Regions from separate parts of the Cricetulus griseus genome. Here region 2 is linked to region 1. A link is a contact called in public Hi-C data. All regions are on one chromosome and are shown on one strand. Each heading gives the region's core, a stretch centred on a gene start, on an enhancer-like site or on the middle of the called end of the contact. The rest is flanking DNA. Distances are from core to core; before and after follow the strand shown.

What was found. Hi-C and Micro-C count contacts between places; a contact is called where the count stands out from the background.
Region 2: a Hi-C map of fibroblasts shows a contact between it and region 1, with 2.3 times the contacts expected there. The contact joins the promoter of Atxn1 here to the enhancer-like site in region 1. A contact is called at or near these places in 2 of 8 Hi-C or Micro-C datasets (the CHO-K1 cell line and fibroblasts).

What each region holds. Positions count from the first base shown.
Region 1 is chr3:265,508,122-265,511,123 of CriGri-PICRH-1.0, reverse strand. All of the region lies in intron 2 of Atxn1 (ataxin-1), which reads left to right. Among named protein-coding and RNA genes, the nearest start is that of Atxn1, 160 kb to the left of the region's middle. Within about 2 kb of position 1,598, at least 2 of the 6 cell types and tissues checked have open chromatin away from gene starts, as enhancers often do. A contact at or near this core is called in fibroblasts, where this site is marked.
Region 2 is chr3:265,667,086-265,670,058 of CriGri-PICRH-1.0, reverse strand. Atxn1 (ataxin-1) reads left to right here and starts at 1,572. Exons shown (of 7, transcript XM_027410018.2): 1 at 1,572-1,793.

The sequences.
Region 1 (3,002 bases), core at 349-2,848:
TTGAGCCATCCTCAGGTAAGGGGTGGGAAGGCAAGGAGAGAGGAGAATGGCAGCAAGGCTAGGGTTTTAGGTAGGATCAGTGCCCAGAATTTAGCAGAATAATACCCAGAGCTGCCTGTAGGGGTACATGGCTCTGGGATGGCCCCAAGACCTCAAATATTCAAGGGCTGAGATAGTAGAGCTGTCTCTCCACACAGGGATTTGATTCTAGGGGAGTTGACCCTTAGCAGGCTGCTGTGACTCCCTGCACTTGGGATCTTCTGTGTCCTGAGAGTGGTCCTGAAGATTGTGTGGCTGGCCAGGGTGTATCATTATCTCATAACTCATGCATCCACCACACCACACCACATCCACACGTCTTCTAATTTGTAAGTGAGTAATGCAGCACGCTCCGGCGCTGTCTGGGACACGAACCTGGTTGGTGATTTCAAAGTACTTCCATCCTCCTGGCAGGCTTTAACATGCACTGAAACCGCTTCTGAAAGGAGGGAGCACGACTCTCCCTGTTTTCACACATGCAGAGCATACACAGCTGCCTGATGCCACAAGTTAGGAAAGGTGAAGCATTTGATGCTTCGCTTGAAAAATTAAAAGGTTTAAAAGTAGCTTTCTTCAATTGGTTTCAGGATATAAAACTGCAGCTGGACAAGAGGCATGGACTCTGTGATGTCTTGAGGTCTACTGAGAGCATGATAAATATGGTTGATAACAATATGCTATATTTTAAAAGTTGTAAGATAGTATACTTTAAGTGTTCTCAAAACAAAAAAAGATGAATATGTGTGATATAACATGTTTATAAATGGTTTAATTTAGCCATGCCATTGTGAACATACTGTATTATGTATCATAATTGTGCATGACTTTATTTATGAGCTAAATGAATAGGAAAAAAGGAACATTAAGCACTAAAAAAAACCAAAAGTAGCTTTCTTTTTTTTTTCTTTTCTTTTTTTTTTTTTTTGAAGAGACAAAACAATGAGTGCCGTGTACTCCTAAGGAAACAGTGGCATGTTTCCAGACTGTTGATGGCAGGGGAGGTTGGGAGGGGTGGAGAGGAATTAGGAAATAGAGACCTCTGGGGCTTAGAGAGGCCCCTTTGGGGAAAAGGGGGAGTGATCTAGATAAACTTCACTTTCCCTGTTAGTCTGCAAAAGACAGAGGGTGCCCATCCATCCACCTGCGCCAAAATAGAGACTCAGGAGGTGTACCATTCTTTGCCAGTGCTGAGCACACACATGGCAATTCGCTATGGGGGCAATGGTGCCTTATCTCCCTTGGCGTGGATTGCATATGATTTACAGTTTGAGAACCCTGAAATGCCTGAAGACTTGCCACTCGCTGACTAAATTCCACCTGCAAACAAAGCAAAGCAAAACAATTTTCTACTTGCATTCCTCTTGAATTGCAGACAGTAGGTATTAAGTAACCAGCCAGCTCTCTGGCTGCATCCTGCTCTAGGGTCAGAATGGGGCCAAGGGAGAGGGTTGCTAGCTATGTTGTTGGGAGACTGGAAACAAACCGGAAGTTGTCCCCCTCCCCCACGCTCCTACCCTGTATCCTGCAGGCATGCAGCTTTCTTACTGTTGGTGCCCTGGTGACTCTGGGTGAGTCATTTACTCTCTGATCCTCCTTGAGGTGAACTATTAACGTTCTGCTTACATATGAAGGTGGAGGGGTTTGGGGCCCCCTTTGGACTCCCAGAGTAATCTCACAAACAAGCAAAATTTTTTTGCTTGAATCTCATCTCATCTGGCCTAGATTTTCAGCTTTCCAAATTATATGGAGATTATAAAGAAAGGCAAATAGAGGGGCCAGTAGCCCTTCCCTCCCCCCAAGATGGGTCATTTTATCCGAATTAGAACTTATGACTCGAGTCCCCAGGTCTCACTTCAGCCCCCGGAAGGATGGCTGACATTTCATTCACTCTGATTGGCATGTGCACTCAGGCTCGATGGAAGCTGTTTCCTGATTCATAGCTTAGAGGTGATTAAGCTTGTGAAGTACTTCAAGGCCATTACTCTCATTCATTTATTCCAGACAAACATTTGTTGTTGAATGAATGGTGACTTTGATTTAAAAACACCACCCAAGCATAAAACGCTGGCAGCTTGCAGATAGCAATTTTTTGATTTGCGCTCCTAAAGGAACTTCATTAGCAAACTCTCATGAATCTTGAACCTCTAGGAGAATAATCCCTGCCTTTGTTGGAGTTTTAAATTTAGAATAATCAGACAATAGTGAGACATTCTGTTCCAAGCATTCCTTTTAGGCTACCCATTTATTATACCCACTCCTAAGAGAAGATGGATTTGATTCGAGAGGAACGTTCACTCTGGGGACTTTTTTTGCATAGCTAATACCAGGGAGAAATTTTCTAAAAGTTGTGTCTGCTGCTTAATATTATTAGACAGGCAACTTTTAATTATCTGTGCTAATGTGGCATGATCAGTGGTGTGTATACTCCAAGATCGTTTCCTTTGGCTTTGGGGAGCATTGTATGATGCTTTTGGTTTTTGCGTGCTTTTGCTTAGGTATTAAAATTACACCACATTCTTGGTGTTCCCATAGATAGAAAGTAAACAGGAGAGGAAGGGTCAGCTAGCGTTCTAGAATTCACTGCCAATAACACACAATATGAGTCATCTCGGGGCTATTAATGATTTGTGTTTGTATGTTATTAGTTCGTGTGCACATGCATGTGTGTGGGCATAGGTGTGGAGGTCAGAGGTCAACTTTGGGTAGCATTCCTCAGGACACCATCCACGTTATTTTTGGGGGGACTGTCTCTATGTGGCCTGGAAACTTGCTGATTAGTCTAGGCTGGCTAACTTTTAAGCCATCCCAGTGTTGGGGTTCCAAGAGCACCACCCCACCTGGCTCTAAAAATGTAGGTTCTGAAGATGGAACTCAGAGCCTTGTGCTTACATGGTGAATATTTTACAAACGGAGCTCTCTCTCCAGCCCTATTTATCAAGATTGGTAGAAAGTAACAGTGATTA
Region 2 (2,973 bases), core at 323-2,822, 160 kb before region 1:
AAGTCTAACAAACATGGATCTTTAAGTGAACAACACAAGTTACGGAGGGGGCTGAGAGGGAAGGAACAGTCGTAGTTCTATTTAAGTAGCCGTGGATGTGTGCACGGTATTTCAAAACCTGAAAATAGATATGTATCCTACCCCCCCCTCCGGGCTTTTTTTTTTTTTCTTCTGAAGTGCTGGCTCCACAATTCAGTAGTTTAAAAAGCTCACGCATTTCTCCTGGTGATTCTGTACGCTGCTTCAGACAGTGACTAACTGTTAGGTCATAAGTAAACGGAGCCAAAAGGTCTCTCAAATCCCGCTTACAGTCAATAATAGTGGCTTCCTACAAGACCGAGGGATCGGGTTTCTAGACTCTTAGTTCTAAGCACCTGAAAGAGGTCAGATGCTGGCCTGACACCTACTGGTTTTCGAGAATTATCTGCAGCAAAGGGAACTCGGCACTGAGCGACCCTTGTAGGGTTGTGCCCGCTCTTTCTCCGGGTGCCACACCTGTTGGCAAGGTACACTCCTCCGGGGAAGATTCCTTCCCACCGAGCTCACACCTGGCAGTGCTGTAGCGGAGGGGGTGGGTGGGGGGACTCTATGTCTGCGTTCAGCCACCAGGACCAGGGAAAGTTCCTTTGCCGTGGATTCCCGAGAACCGCCATCGAATGGTCGGGGCACCGGTTACCTCACTTCCGATGAAATGAGTGATTCCCTGTTAGCTGAGAAAGGAGTGAGCAGGTCGGCTCCCAGAGCTAGAACTGAGACGTCTGATTCCTACTGCAGATTTCTAGACCTGCAGAATTAGATAGGAGGGTCGGGAGGCTGCCAGCTTGTCCGGGCAGGAAAGGTGAGGGCGCCAGTGCAAACTGAGGAAGCCTGAGAACTTTCCCGAGTTGCAAGCCAAGGCGCGGGCCCAGAGTCGGGTTGCTCAGGGCTCACCGGCTGGAGGGTTAACAGCGAGGATACAGTGAGTCCTCTTAGACACACACCGGGGTGGCGGGGTGGGGGCACCAAGGTCACTTCGGGATTAGAGTCAGCCGACTTCCCCGCATCCTTGCTTATTTTACCAGGTGGGAACCGAAGCCTGACACCCGCTGCGGTGAGTCCTCCAGGCTGCGAGCGTTGCACCCTACACTCGCCCTGTCCCCTCCAACTAGGTTGCAAGGAGACGGGGAGGCGCGCGAGCTCCGACGGGTCACCACTCCAATGACCTCATCGCCCCAACTTCCCCTCCCCTTTCTCAAACCTGGAAGGCACAGTCCCCACGGGCCGATGTCCGGGATCCGGAGCCGCAGTTAGGGAGAGGCACCGGGCCTCCCCTGGAGGGAGGGACCGCTGCTCCGGCCGGGTGCACAGAAGGGTTAAGGGCGCGGGCCGGCAGCCGCGCCGTGCGCTCGCCGTGCTCTGTGCGGCTCGCCGGGCCGCCTGCCAGAGGGTGCCCCCCCCCCCCCATGAAGTCGGATCCTTGAGCTGTGGCGGCGGCAGCCAACTGCTCCATATTTGGCTTCTATTACACATTTACATACTGGAGCGAGCGAGCGAGCGCGAGAGAGAGCGCGAGGGAGGGAGGGCGGGCGGAGGGAGGAGGGAGGGGAGGGGGGAGGAGGAGGAGGAGAGAGCAGAGTATACCGCAGACATCATTTCTACTACAGTGGCGGAGCCGTACAGGACCTGTTTCACTGCAGGGGGATCCAAAACAAGCCCTGTGGAGCCGCAGCTAGAGCTACAGCAGCCGCAGGACACTGTGTCTCTCCCTCTGTCCCCCCTTCCCCACGCAACCCCAGATCCATTTACACTTTACAGTAAGTGGCTATTTTTTTTCCTCCTCTGATTCTTTCTCTCCCCCTCCCCCTTCCTCCTCTCCCCCCCCCTCGATTTAGATTAAAATCACCCCCTCCCTCACCCCAATCCTCTCTCTCCGGAGAGGGGCCAAAGAACATCCAGCGTACAATCTCCCCTCCCCCAGTCTCAATGGGCTACAAGGAAAACAGCTGGAAGAGGAGCGAAGGAAACCGACGCGTCGTGGTGTGTGTGCGTGTGTGTGTGTGTGTGAGTGTGTGTGTGTGTGTGTGTGCGTGTGCGCGCGCGCGTGTGTGTGAGTGTGTGTACATATACCCCTGCCGGGCTCCAGCCTCCCGGCTCGGGACCCCACTCTGGGCGCTGGAGCAGCGGGCCCGGGGAGCAGCCAGGGGTGGGCCGCCCCCAGGAGAGGGGGCGCGCCCGGGCAAGGGGCGCGGGTGGGGAGAGCGGCGGCGCCCCGCTCAGGCTGCTGCTGGCCCGGCGGCGGCGAGAGCCGAGAGCCTGGTCCTCCTCCCTCCTGGTGGCGCAGGGGGAGGCGGCAGCGGCTGAGGGTCGCGCTGCCCTCTTCGCTTTTGCAAATTCTCCCTCCCGGGAGGGGGCGGTGAGCGCCGCGGGGACTCGAGGGAGGGCTGGGCTTCCCCGCCCGGGGTCGCCTAGCTTGTGCGAGGCGACCCCAAGACTGGGGTCTCCCCGCCCAGGCCAGCCTCTGGGGACCGGGGACTTTGCGCACGGCCTGGGGGAGAGGAGAGGTGGCGGCGCAGGGGGCAGGGGCGCGCAGGCTATCGGAGCGCAGCGGGAGTGGCGGCGGGGACGGGCCCTGGCTGCAGCCGCCGCCACCGCCGCCCTGTTGGTGCGGCCGCTTCCTGATCCAAAGCAGCCGCCGCCGCCGCCGCCGCTGCCGGAGCCGGAGCCCGAGCTTCCCAGCCCGGCCCGGCCCGGCGTCCCAGCCGGCGCCCGAGGCAGCAGCCGAGGAGGGGCTCTGCCCTGCTCCGGGACTGCTCGGCTGCGCGGCGGCAGGGAGGGTGAATGAAGATGGGAGGAGGGGAAGGAGGAGGCGGCGGAGGAGGAGGCGCTGCGGGGATTGGGATGCGCCCCGGAGCCCCGCGGCTCGTTCACTCCGAGCCCGAGACGCCGCCTCTGCCGTGGCTGCCGCGGCCGCCGCGCCTCCTACGTGGTTGCAAC